Linked DNA regions of Sus scrofa: region 1 is linked to region 2. The links are chromatin contacts, called in public promoter capture Hi-C maps. All regions are on one chromosome and are shown on one strand. The core of a region is the stretch at or near the end of the contact, and the rest is flanking DNA. Distances in the headings are between cores, read along the strand shown.

Region 1 (7,116 bases), core at 950-3,449, 1.0 Mb after region 2:
CAATACAATTCTTCAGTGAGGCACAGTAAAAAGAAAATGCAAAGGCATTTGAAAAAGCTCACCCATTTAGATTTAATTACATACATAACTGGTGTCCTTCCAAGTGTGAAAATGCTGTAACTAATAAATCAGACAATAAAATGCTATCTGAGCAGAACAGATTTATAGAGAAGATGTATGAGCAATCAAAATTCACTGACTTGCACTGGGTATTTTTACTCAGAAAAGTTCTTATACACAAGAGCAAATTCCTGCTCTTGGAGTCTTGACTTCTTTTGAACACTTAGATCAGTTAGCTTCCCTAGAGGGTGTTCTTGTGTAATGACTTTTAAGTGAACTGGAGATTTTAATCTTAAAATTATCTCCCTGTATTAAAGAATCTCTAGATCAGTGTCTGTATGGTAGATTTTAAGGACTGTCTCATTTGTCTACTACTGTTTTTTCCCTATGTTTAATTACTAAGAGTAGCTTCATTCAGTAGAAAGAATACTTTGTACTAGAGCTTCCAGGAAATTCTAACACAAGGAAAACTGAAAACTTCTGCAAATCAAATTTTAAAAAAATGTGACATTCAGACTACCAAAATATCTTTTCGGGTGGTATCATAGAAAAAAAAGACTCAGTAATAATAGCAGTGGGATAATTCAGTCATTGCCAATGGGTTTGATCTTTATGAAATGAATGCATTTTAAAATTTGCTTCCTTTTGGTTAAAATTTCTTGTGAATGACAAACTTAGAATAAGAAAGTTGGAAAAATTGGAGTTTTGTTATCTTTTGGGCAAACTTTTGCCAAGTGCAACATTTTTGAAGTGTATGAACTCATCACATTTTTCATGTTCCCATGTTGAATAAAATCAAATGGAAAAAATTTCCCTTTTAATAAAACCTTGTGAAAACAATACTTTAATAAACTTTGTAGCTATTGGTCGACCATGTTAAAGGCACTGTCTGATCTCTGCAGATATTTTTCTATGGAAAAGAGCCAGTTAGCTGAACAACTTCCTCATTTGTTGTGCTTATGAAAATCATCCATGGTTACGAGTAAGGAAACAAATTAATAATAGTGGGGTTTTTACTTTATCATTAAATGATAATGCTTTTAGTTTTTCATTGGTTAATTCAGAAAGCAAAATGGCTATCCCTGAGTTGGAATGGTTCCTTTCTTACCTTCCTTTCTGTATCACACCATAAAACTCACTTTTTAAGTGATTTTGGTTAGATTAGTTTTGTTTGTTTTACTTGTTTCTTTGGGAGTTCTAGGCTCTGACTGGAAAGCAGGAATGCAACAGTGTGAAACAGGCAAAGTTCAGAGGTACTCTTGAGCGATTCAAATAAGATCCGTTTCTCCCTAGCTGTGAATTTTTAAGTCTGGATCTGGCTCCTGCTCTTGTTTCTCTAAATATTTATCAGTTAACAATTATGCATCGCTCCAATGGCAGCAGATTTGGCTGAAGAAATAAATAAGGATGCTTTCTTTTTCCAAATATGCTAAATAATGCAAGTCCCATGAAGTTTTTTGTAACTGGAGTTTTCCTTCATCCAATTATCAGATTCAGGTCTTTCAGTTTTGATACTCATTTGCATATAGAAAAATTATGTTACTTCAGTAATGCTCTGTTTTACTTAAGCATGCTGTTTCTCCTTTTTTTTTTTTTTTTTACTTAAAAAAAATCATTTCCCATTTGTCTGTTTCCAGTCCGTTTCTGTAGTATTCGTCTCTCTTAAACATGCTGGGTTCTGCTGAAAGTTAATAGAACTGCTTGGTAAAGTCCCCTGAATCCTAGCACAAGGACCTTATACACCAAAGATAATTCCTTTCACTTAGAAATATTTTAAGAAATAAATTTATGAAAATTTGCCTGCTACAATTTAGAATTCATTATTTGATCAATACACTAAACCCACACCTGCATTTTGCAAGCCTTTTATTTTTATATTTGCAAAGGGCTCTTTACACAAGTTTGCTTAAATTGACCTTTTATGCTTTAAATAAATGTAGTTTTTATAAACCTGATGCAAAGCAGCAAATAAAAGTTGTACTAACCTTAGTATATTGAAACTTCAAATTGGTCAGTGGGACAGGTATGTCTGGCATGGCTGAGGACGACATTTCTGGTTCAGCTCCTGTAATACAGGTGACAGGCTCAGCGAATTGGTTCTGATAGAGCACTTAGCTTTATTTGTTCCTTTTTATGTGCATGGGCTAAGGTTTATTTGCATACTGGGATATGATTGGATGAACAAACTCGGAGCAAAAAGAAAACGACACTACTTATTTGTAACACCTAGGGCAGGAAGCCCTTGACTTTAAACTTAAATCCTTAAGAAACCAGTGCTCCAGCATTGACGCTGCATCTGGAGACAAGGCACTATTTGCAGACGAATTAATTTACAAAGCCGAAACCTGTGATAAGGATATGAATCACAGCTGCTCTGGCCACTAAGGCCAGTTATTATATTTTTGGCTTTTCACTCTTCTTATGCTACTGTAAAACTTTCTGTTCTCTGACAGACTTGGAATCAGAGTATTTGAGGATTGAAAAAGAAACTCAAAGGGCATTTGTTGTTAGCAGAAGCTAGTGAGGAGAGGACCCTGTCCAGGTGTCTTCAGGGCAATGCTGTCAGTGGATCCGTCCGTGCCCCAGAAAACCAGGGTGCAGTTTGGTGAAGAAAGACCCTTTTTAGAGACCCTACCTGAGGTTTGCTTTAAAAAAATCACACCAGTCAAATATATTTTCAGTGCTTGGTAAGTAGACCTACTAGGATTTCTGGAGCTCTAAATCATCTTTATATAGGGGAACAGAAGAGTCAGCAGGATTTTTAGGGAACTCAGACTGCATTGTGGCACACAATCACCACAATAGCTATATGGCAATATTGTCTGTTAAAACACATTTAAAATGAAAGTAACCTCTGGTTTTGGAAGTTGGCTGATATTTGTCAATCATTGAAACAGGCAATTGTACCAAGAGTGAATTTAAGCAGGACTTCCAAATAATGCAAGTTCTTAAAATTAATGTTTCAAGTTGGGAACATTCAAAAAAGACAGTTAACTGTACTACTCCCATTTTAAGTACAGTAGTTTATTTTATTGAAGCTCTCATGAAAGTTACAGTCAGAATAAGATAGAAAACTTTGGTTGCTCTTAACTGGTTACTAAGAATTTAAGAACAACAATTACTATTTTGTTGAAAAATACCAGCTCCTCCAAATATGGGGTTTAAGTAGGGAAGCTAAGGATTTTTGAATAGTGACTCCAAATCAGGTGCAGGAATCTTACCTTTTTTTTTTCCATCCTCACTTTGTTTCCCACTTTAAAGATATGAAGAGATTAAGCAGCTTGCTTATGATCATAGATCTAATAAGTACAAGGCCAAGATTTCACTTCACGCCAGTTTGACAGCGAAACCCTGGCTGTTACTCCTATTTATTCTCCTTGCCCTCCTCGCCATAAGAGAATTCCCAGATGGGTTTGAGAATCACCTCTTCTGCTTTTCCTGAATGGTCACCCTCATAGGCACTTAAGCTTAGGCTTTTACTCATCTAAGATGGGGGTTGACAACTTTTTCCTATAAGGAGATAGATAACATTTTCTGCTTTCTAGACCAGATGGTTTCCATTGTAATTTACTCAACTGTATGAAAGAAATGACAGACAAAAGATACATTAATGAGTGTAGGTGTTTTGAGATACAATTTTATTTACCAAAACAGTAGGCAGGCCATATCTGGCTCACGTGCCAAGTTCCTAGATTTTAAGACGACCATCCCCAAGGTCCCTCCCTCCTCTGTGCCTCACGCAGGAAGGCCAGATAGAAACTTTTGTGTTATTTCATCATTTCTCTCTCTCTCTTTTTCCTTCTCTCTCTCTCTCTCTCAATTTCATTCTTTTTGGAAAACATAATTATTTTCTCTTTTAAAAATGTGTTTTGAGTTAAATGCACAATTACACAACAGCTGTTACATAACTTGCAGTGTGGTACTCTGGCCAGGCCCAGACAGCTGTGTTTTGCTGCTTTCTTCTGCTCTCAGCTTTGCAGTTGTTTGTGGAGTCAAACACTGGTTTATTTGATGTCTAGGCAATGAAAGCTCAAAGCTTCATAACACACTTGGTGTGTCATCTGCTGTTTATATGCTCATCCTTAATCATATTTTATTGAATATTTACATAAGAGCATGTCCCTTTATGCCAGACCTTACTGAACTTAGGTAAAAGGACCAGCTTTGGAAACAGGTTACCACACCTGCCCATTTAATTTTAACATTTACCAAGTATGTCCTGTGAGTAAAGCCTTGTGATCAGAGTATCAGGAACTTTCCAACCTTAATCTTAATTGAAGGGCAGATCTTTTCTGTCCAAAAACCACAGGGTCTGAGATACACATTTCTAAAGTAAGTATCAACCTGCCCCTGGAGTTTGTCTTATAGAATAGTATATTCTTGGGAGTGGTTGTGTGGGTACAAGGCCTTGGTGATCACTTCCCTCCCTTACAAAGATGAGAGCACAGGGGCCAAGAAGGCCAACTTTAAGACTGGACCCCAGCTTGTATATTTTTATATACAAAGTATATTTGTATATTTTGCAAGGATTCTATGGTAGAGGAGGGGCTGGAACTTGAACTTAGGAGTAATAGACAAAGGATGCTTTATCTTTCCTTCTTAGAGACAAGTTAAATTAAATACACACACACGTAAACATGACAGTGAGGGGGGAAAGAGGAAGATAGTTTTTCTTTTGAATCTGACCTCTTCCAGCCCTTTGTGAAAACTATTATTCCAGAAATGTATTATTCTAAGAAATGGATTCCAAGGTCTTCAACCATTGCTGAAATTGCTGTCTCACTTTATGAGGAGTCTCTGTAGAACTCCATTCAAACCTCAGTCCTTAAAAAACTAATGGAGTCTAACCTTCTTCCACTTACATGAATAACTGGAATAAAAACCATTCACATTTAATAAACCTAATTTTATGCTGGAAATTTTAAAAAATAGCTAATTTTCACGCTTTCTGATTTCAAAATCCAGGATCGATTTTTTTTGGAGCAAAACTTCTTTTGCTTAGTGACATCTGTGTCCCTGACTCTACAGTGTTGCCTTCAGCATGGCTGGGTGAGTCTGATGGTCAGTTAACCCAGCAATGGACATATCCCTTTGCTTCTGATCACTGCAGTTTCAGCAGACACCACATGGTTCTTATGCCCATTTGGATAACATGGATCTTATGTATGATGATAGGATCTATGCTTGGTTGGCAAATCATTATTAAAAATGGAGATGAAAGGAGCATTTGAGTTTGTGAACATATTGTGAACATAATTTTTGTTCATCTGCCATTCTTCTCCAATTAGCAAAACTTCTTTACCTCTGATTTCTTCTGTTCCTCACATATCCGCTTGTTGTTTTCTCTTTGCCTTGTGTTACTAAGATATGGCAGATGCCTCTCTTATCTGATACAATTAAGACATGAACTAATTAATAGGGTCAATAAAAGAAAAAGTAGTTAAAGCCTCACATATCCGCTTGTTGTTTTCTCTTTGCCTTGTGTTACTATGATATGGCAGATGCCTCTCTTATCTGGTACAATTAAGACATGAACTAATTAATAGGGTCAATAAAAGAAAAAGTAGTTAAAGCCTCCATAAAACAATTATTTTAGGTTAAACAGGTCTTTGCTAAACTTCATGGGCCAAAATTATTTCTTAGAACTGGGTATGCTGCTAGGATTTGAAATAACCTTGCATAAATTGTGTTTACATTTTTTTTGTTTCCTTAAAGTGCAGAAAGAATTTAAAGACATTAAAGACATCTTTGAGGCAATCTTAATGTACACTACTTTGAGATTTTGATATATTTTTTCATTTTTTTTACACTTGTCTTATGTGCAGGTTATATAATAGCCCATGTGTTTAATAATTTGACCAGATTCAGTGTTTGCACAACACTCAGTTTAGTTTTCACAGAAATCACTTTCCCTTTCCTCCTGTCAAATCAACAACTTAAATGATACTTAATTCAATCATGTCATTGAAATTCTAGGTTCATGCAAATGACCAGATTTTGGAGCAAAGAAATTTGACTTTCGGTATGCAGAGGAGATTGTGCCTGAAACTGAGTGTGTAGACATATTTTTTTTCTATTTTGATTTATTTGTTTTAATTTAAAAAAATTTAAGTCAAATCACCTATAGAAAACTGCAAAAGTCATAAGTGTACATCTCAACAAAGAATCATGAAAGGAATAAAACCAAGTAACAACCACTGGGGTCAAAGAATAGAACACTCTCAGAACCCCACAGCCGTTTGTACATCCTCTGTCACTGTTTCCCTTTTCTTCACCCTGGTTGACCAGAATCTTAACATCTAATACCATACAATCTTTTTTCCCTGATTTTGAACGTGTAAGAAGTTTACACAGTCAGAATATTTTTACAAAGGAAATTCAGAGATGCAAGTTAATCTGGCAGGTGAATTAAATTGTAGTTATATGTAAAGAAAGTTTCCTAGGGAGTACTCCCCACCCAAATGTTCTCCAATAAACATAAGTGCGAAATACACAGCAACAAGTTAGTATTTCTTAGAGTCAGAGAGCACTTTTTTTAAATCCAATCCAGATACGTGTAAAGGTGCAGAGAAATGGACCTTTGCCTATAGTATTTCTCAGAGCTTAATAACACTTGGAAAATTGTATTAAAATATTAAAAATATGCTACCCTTGATCTGGTTATTCTCTTTCTAGAAGTTTACTTTAAGGAAACAATCAAATACGTATAAATTCTGAACAAGTATCTCTAATACAATATTATTTATAAAATTTTAAAAATACCAAATGGTTAGATAAATCATTGGTTAGCAAAAAAAGTTAACAAATATTTGAAGAATTTTTGTGATATATTAAAAATTAGTAAGAAAGAAGTTATAAACCTGTGTGCTGTTTGTAGGAATGCTAAGAAATTGTGCTTCACTCTTAGTATCTGAGCAAAATCTGCAATTTGCCTTTGACCTTCGCCTCAGCATTTGGAAAGATAAACAGCTGCATTTTTATTTCAGTGTCATTTCTGGTGTACTGAATTTATGCATGATAAAAGAATTAAGGATCTTGAGATGAGGGATTATTTTA
Region 2 (6,674 bases), core at 457-2,956:
TAAGCTACAAACACATATGGAGACAAACTCTTTACAGAGAAAAGTTCGTTTTAAGTTTTCTTGTTACTTGCTAATGTAAACAGATGAATGCTATGACAACATGTACCTGACTTTTTACTCAGACTCATTAAGTAGTTTTTAAATGCTGAAACAAGATCTCCACATTCTTGAAGGCTTTAAAAATCAATCAGTGAATTATCTTGCAGATCAAGTATTGTTTACTACAAAAAAAAAAAATTAAAAACGAGTATCTTCACATAAGCTAACAGCCAAAATTCACAAGCCACCCTCCCTGTATTCCGTTACTCATCCTTCTGCTTAACAAATCCACCTCACACTTAAATCAATGCGTCATTTAAAAAAGTTTTGTCCTGCCATTGGCAAAAATCACTATGGATCAAAGCTCTGAACTTTTTTAAAAACAAGCCAAGGTTAAACTCTCTTCTTTACAAAAGGCCTTCACAACAATAAATCTAACTTGACAGAACTTTTCGTTTCAGGGTTAAAAAAATTCAAACAATAATTTTTCAATTCAAAGACAATTCCTAATGAGCCTACGCCAGAGTTTGAAAAAGACAAGAGTGAAGTTCAACTATGGAGAGAAGAAGACCCCATGACGGCTGGACCACAATACCCAAATCACCAAGCACCGGGTAGATATGATCTAAAATCGAGGCTGGCACACGCGAGGACATTCAGGAGAAAGCTTTCAGCCATCGCGAATCTCACAGTGGGCCATGGAGGGGAATGGGAACCTGGCCCCAGCTTTCCGTCCACAGAGAGAATAGCAAAGGAATGAAATTAGACCTTTCTCTTAAGGGAGGACCCAATACCTTCCCCAGTTCGTCTGTCCGTCCTTCCGCCCCCAAACTACTGCAGCCTCACCGACCGCAGGACTTTCCTATCTCTTCCCTTCACTGAACCACCAGACAATCTTCTCAAAAACCTAGATCCGATCGGGAGTAGTTTCCCCGCCTTTCGCCGGCACGGAGAGGGATCCCGGGCGCCAACAACAAAGACGACTCCCGCTCCCCTCCCCCCGCTCAGCCCCGGCTGGTCCCTCCCGCGCTGCAGCTCCGGGCCTAGCGCCCCCTCCCCGAGCCGGGCCGCAGCGCCCCGACCCCCCGCGGCCCCACGCACCTGCACCTGAGGGCCGCAACCAAGGCGTCAGGCAGAAAGGGCCGAGAAGGAACCTCTGCCGCCGCGCTGTCCTCTACAAGGCGCGTTCCGCTCTGCTGCTGCTGCTGCCTCTGCCGGACTCTCCCGGCCTGCAGGCGGGCCCGGCCGAGGAGGGGGACAAGGGCTGCAGCCCCCGGCGCCGGGACGAGGAAGGACGGCGGCGCTCGGGGGAGCCGGCTCGCGCTCCCGAGTCTCGCCTCGGGCCGGCCCTGTTCCTTTACACAGGTTGGCGTTCTGCTGACTAACGGCCCCGGCGCGAGGCGCTGGAGTGGCCGCCACCGCCGCCGCCGTCGGCTGCTGTTGGGCCTCACGTCCCGCGCGGCCGTGGTCGCAGCGCCCGCCGCCACCTCCCTTACTGGCACTGCAGACACCACCTAGAACCAGCCAGGTCTTTCTTCTCTTTAGTCCTTCTTTCCTGGCTCCTCTTCAGCCTACCGGCCGCGGGGTTCGCTCTCGAAGTGGGAGACAGGGACGCTGGAAAGGAACCTAGGGGGTAGCAGAGCGCTCGCTAAACTACGAGTTGGTCACTGGAGGAAGGTGCCAAAGCTGACCCGGGCTCCAGCCTGGGAGCGGGCCGGGGGAGGGACGCAGTCCAGCTTATCCCAATTTCCACCAATCACAAGCCGCCCAGAGGAGTCTGGCCCCGGGAGAGGCTGAGCTAAGTCGGCAGGAGGCGGGTATTGCGGAAAAGAGGAGCCAATAGAAGCAAATCTTCTCCGCCCCTCCGCTTTGATGGACTACCACATTCGGACCAATGGGGAAATTCTCGCTTCGAAGAAAGTAGGATGTATACCCAGGGTTAGAGAGAAAAACCTTGAGGAGGGGGAGGGGTCGAGACTCGGCCTAGTGAAAGAGACAGGAGCTGAGGGGCTGGAGGGCGCCCTTTGACCTCTGCGAGGAGTCACGTGGGCTGCCGGGGCGGGACCAGACAGGCTGGATAAGTTACTTCCGGGTCGTTGACAGAAGCTTGAACTCGGTGGGGTAGTTACTGGCGTGGTAGTCTTCCTTGCATCTTCTTGTCTCAGCTCGAGAAAATTGTGGTTTCTGCGATGAGTTCCCAGAAAGGGAACGTGGCTCGTTCCAGGCCTCAGAGGCACCAGAATACCTTTAGCTTCAAAAATGACAAGTTTGATAAGAGTGTTCAGACCAAGGTAGGAATTTGCTGCACTCAATCTGGAAGGAATGGTTCACTGGAGGGGAAAGAGGAATGAGAGGAGTTGGCGAGGGCGAATGTGGACTGCAGCCCAGAGTTAGTTTTGGCTGCAGTGCAGCCCTTTCTAAAATAATGTTCTCACGCCCTTTCTTTGACCTGCATGTGTTATCTCCTCGTAAATATATTTGGCGGTCAACATTTAGATGATTGTACAGAGTAATCGGGACCCTCATCAAACCTAAAATGCAAATAGGAAACTTGAGTAATTGAACGCTCCCATCTGGATCACATATTTCCAGTAGAAATACGAGAATTATGGCGCGCGTCTCTTTCAAATGTTGCACCAAGTTTATGCTGTCCTTATTTCTTTTTGGAAAGCCCTAGGCCCATAGCTTTGTAGAAAGGGTGTGAAAGCTCTGAAGTGCTCTTAACCTCAGTGTCCACACCAACATAATGGGACTATCGCTCTCATTTGTAAGATTGTTTTGAGAATCAAACTATTTGATGAATATAAAAATGATTGTCTTGCTGTTTATATTACTTTAGCAGATTTCTTTAGGTTGAAAGAAAATTCAGACTGTATAGCTTGCCAGAGGTCTAGGGTCTCTACTAATTTGCTAGAGCTCTTTCCCCCTCCTCCCATAGCTGTAGGGAGGGGAGATAATTGAAGACAAAGGCAGTTTGGGGGCCACCATCACATCGCATAAACCTGATATTAACATAAACTGAAGCTCAGATTTGCTAGGGTGTGGCATAAGCGAGTTATTTAATATTTTTTTTTCTGAGTCTTCTTTTGGTCTCAAATGAGAAACCTTCCAGTTTTGTTGTGAGGCTAATCTAAATGATATACATAAATTATCTGGATCATAATAATTGTCCAACAAGTGATTAATTTGTCAACATTGGCTATGAAAGTGAAGTGACTGTTTATGGCAACCAGTGACCTTTTCCTATCTTCACTATACAGATATTTAAGCATCTTCACTATACAGATATGAACACTTTATGTGCAAGGTCCTATGTAAGTATGTGTACAGTGTTCAAAAGAGCTGACTCTGTCTTCAAAGGACTTATAGTTTTTTCTGGGTCATTGGACAGTAAGCACAAAGATGTATAATTATAAATTATGATAAATTCTGATAAAGGGAAGGACATTTGAATAAAGAAGAGTAAGAAGGCATATTTTCAGTTGCCTCATATTTTCAGTTGTCCTACTAAGAGGACCTCATCTTTCCCTTAATTAGGTTCAGATTCACAAAGAAAACCTGGGAGTTCTCATTGTGGCTCAGCTAGTTATGAACCCAACCAGTATCCATGAGGATGCAGGTTCAATCCCTGGCCATGATCAGTAGGTTGAGAATTCTAGATCCTTAGGTCAGTGGCACAGGTCCCAGATGTGGCTCAGTTTCGACCCCTGGCCTGGGAACTTTCATATGCTTGGAGCAGCCAAAAAGAAAAAAAAAATTAGGAAAAAGAAAAAAAGAAAGAAAACCTGGAGCAGTATTTGGGAAGACTTTCCCAAGTTTGTGCCTTTCATCAATAAGTAAGCCAGGATAAAAAGCTATGGTATTCCAAATAAATAGCTACCTTGTTCTGTATTCATCTCTCTCTCTTTTTTTTTTTGGCCACACCCATGGCATTCAGAAATTCCCAGGCAGGAATTGAACCTGAGCCACAGTAGTAACAAGGCAAGATCCTTAACCTTCTGGGCCAACAGGGAACTCCTCTTGTATTCTTACTCTAAGTTTTGGCACAAGCATTTAATTCTGATGGTTTTTCATCAGGTGATAAAAAGTAGTTTTTAATAAATATTTAGCTACAATGTAGCTTGCTGTCCTTCTTAGACTTGTAAGTACAAGACTTCTTGAACTTGTACTTCTTATGCTAGCACTTCTTCCTAGACTTATAATTTTATTAGGCATTTTCTGGTGTGATCTAACAACCATGTCATTATGGTTTTAAATCTTTTCATGAGTCTCAAGTTCAGTCACTGAGTTTCATTTTGTTGATTACTTTTATCATTAGCTTCTTTGTTGCTTCTAAATTGTGAGGAAATCGCATACTACCAGGTGCTTTATTATTGGCAGTTCTGACAATAATAGCAGAAGTATTTTACTGAGGAAAGATAATTGATCATCGGTTTAATGGAGGATGAATAATTGGCTACATTCATGGCGAATTCTTTTTTTTTTTTTTTTTGTCTTTTTTAGGGCTGCACCTGTGGCATATGGAGGTTCCCAGGCTAGCGGTCTAATTGGAGCTGTAGCCATCGGCCTACACAGCAACTCGGGATCCGAGCTGTGCCTGCAACCTACACCACAGCTCATGGCAACGCAGGATCCTTAACCCACTGAGCAAGGCCAGGGATCGAACCCACAACCTCATGGTTCCTAGCTGGATTTGTTAACCACTGCACCACAATGGGAACTCCTACAAAAATATTTTTAAGAAATAGTGGTACAAATATGGCCTAACCTTAGACTTCCCATGTGGCTCACAAATATGACCTAACCACAGAACATATGATAATATAAGTGGATTTGCAATTGCTCAAGGCCTAAAAAAATTAACTAGAGAAGAAATGCATATTTGTTGAAGAATATTGAAACAACAGAAAAATGTGTAAAGTATAAAATTGAAAATACCTTTTGGAGTTTTCTTGGGACACAGTGGATTAAGTTGTCACTGCAGCAACTTAACCACTGAGCCACAGTGGGAACTCCTATAATACCTTTTGAAAGTGAATTAATTTGGGAGGAATATATTCATTTTAGGAAACTCTGGTTATTCCCTTGAAATGGAAAAGGAAAATGAAAGTCGAAATATAGTTTTGTTAATAATAACTATACTATGTACTTAAGCAAGTTAGCCACTATGAGTATTTGATACCTATTAAATAATTTGGTCTTCAAAATAACCCTAAGATATATGCTACAATTATCCCATTCTGCATATTGGGAAATTAGGATTTAGAGGTGAATGTTGTGCCTGGAGTTACATTACTAGCATGTGGCTATCCATTGATTAGGTAAGGTCTGTGCTAAGAGACCTCAAGGAACAGATAAATCAGAAATCCTTTTTTGAAGTTCTCTGGTAGCCTGTTGGTTAAGCATCTGGCAATGTCACTGCTGTGGGGTGGGATCATTCCCTGGCCTGGGAATTTCTGCATGCTGGGGTGTGGCCAAAAAAGGGGGTCCCTTTTTGTGTATGTGTGTTGGTTGTTTTTTAAATACTGTTTTGTCTATGATAGAAGCATTGTGATACCAGATTAGGATTGGAACAGAGGTGAACTTTATTGCCACTGCCCCTAAATGTTACCTGTTTGAAATATTCCAGGGAAAGAGTGTTTCTTCACAAGGCATGGCCCGCTAGAGTGTCACATATCACAGATAGGGGCTGGTTGGAGCTGGTCCCAGGCCGATCTTTGGAGCAGGTTGGGGTTCATCTCACTTCCTGTGAAATCAGATGCTAATTCAGTCCAGCCCCTGGGCTCCTGGTTTAGGCAGAGAGCTGTCTTAAGTTTAAGATGGTCTGATTACATTTATATAACAGAACAGGATTATGTGTTTACAAGCATCTTTATTCACAGTTGCCAAAAAATGGGGGAAAAAATAGCCTTCAACAAGAGAATAGATAAGCAAATAGTGTTATATAATCAGTAATCATGTAATGAATTTCAATCACATAGTGAAATACAATTCCGCTATTTTTTTTTTTTTTTTTGAAAGAGGTACTGAGGGAATTCTCTTGGCACAGTGTGTTAAGGATCTGGCGTTGTCACTGCAGTGGATTGGGTCTCTGCTGTGATGCTGGTTTGATCCCTGGGAAATTCATCTACCATAGGTGAAACAAAAAAAAAAAAAAAAAAAAAAAGGAGCTACTGATTGATACAAACATGTAGATAAATAAAAACATTACGTGGAAGGAAAGAAGTCAGCTGCTTCTCATATCTATAGAAATCTGAGCAATGGTTGCTTTGGGTGGTGAGAGATTGACTGAAAGGGGCCCAAGAAAACTTTCTGGAGTAATGGGAACATGAAGATCACAGGAATTGATGCATTTATTGAAACTCATTGAATTGAGCATTTAAGATCTGTGCAAGACACTGATAGAAATTTTACCTCAATTCAAAATAGATATTACAACAAAATGACGGATTAACCACTCAGATGCCATGAAGTTCTATTTTTGTTGTTTGCTCTTTATTTGGAGAAGTTGTAGAAATCCTACCTATTATCAGTCCTTTTTAAAAAAAAAAAAAAATCTTATTGACTTCTCCAGAGAGAAAACAAAAGATAGGTTGACAGTCTGACATAGTAAACTTAGCTAACTACAAGTCAAA

What was found. Promoter capture Hi-C pulls out the DNA fragments that hold promoters and counts their contacts.
Region 1: a promoter capture Hi-C map of liver shows a contact between it and region 2, with 2.5 times the contacts expected there. The contact joins the promoter of ALDH1A1 here to the promoter of ABHD17B in region 2. A contact is called at or near these places in 1 of 5 promoter capture datasets (liver) and 1 of 2 datasets of contacts at active chromatin or transcription factors (skeletal muscle).

What each region holds. Positions count from the first base shown.
Region 1 is chr1:226,215,143-226,222,258 of Sscrofa11.1, forward strand. It overlaps ALDH1A1 (retinal dehydrogenase 1), which reads right to left and starts at 2,200. Exons shown (of 13, transcript XM_021064911.1): 1 at 2,046-2,200. The coding sequence starts at 2,111.
Region 2 is chr1:225,191,580-225,198,253 of Sscrofa11.1, forward strand. ABHD17B (abhydrolase domain containing 17B) reads right to left here and starts at 1,707. Exons shown (of 4, transcript NM_001243558.1): 1 at 1,141-1,707. C1H9orf85 reads left to right here and starts at 1,843. Exons shown (of 5, transcript XM_021064833.1): 1 at 1,843-1,959. The coding sequence starts at 1,912.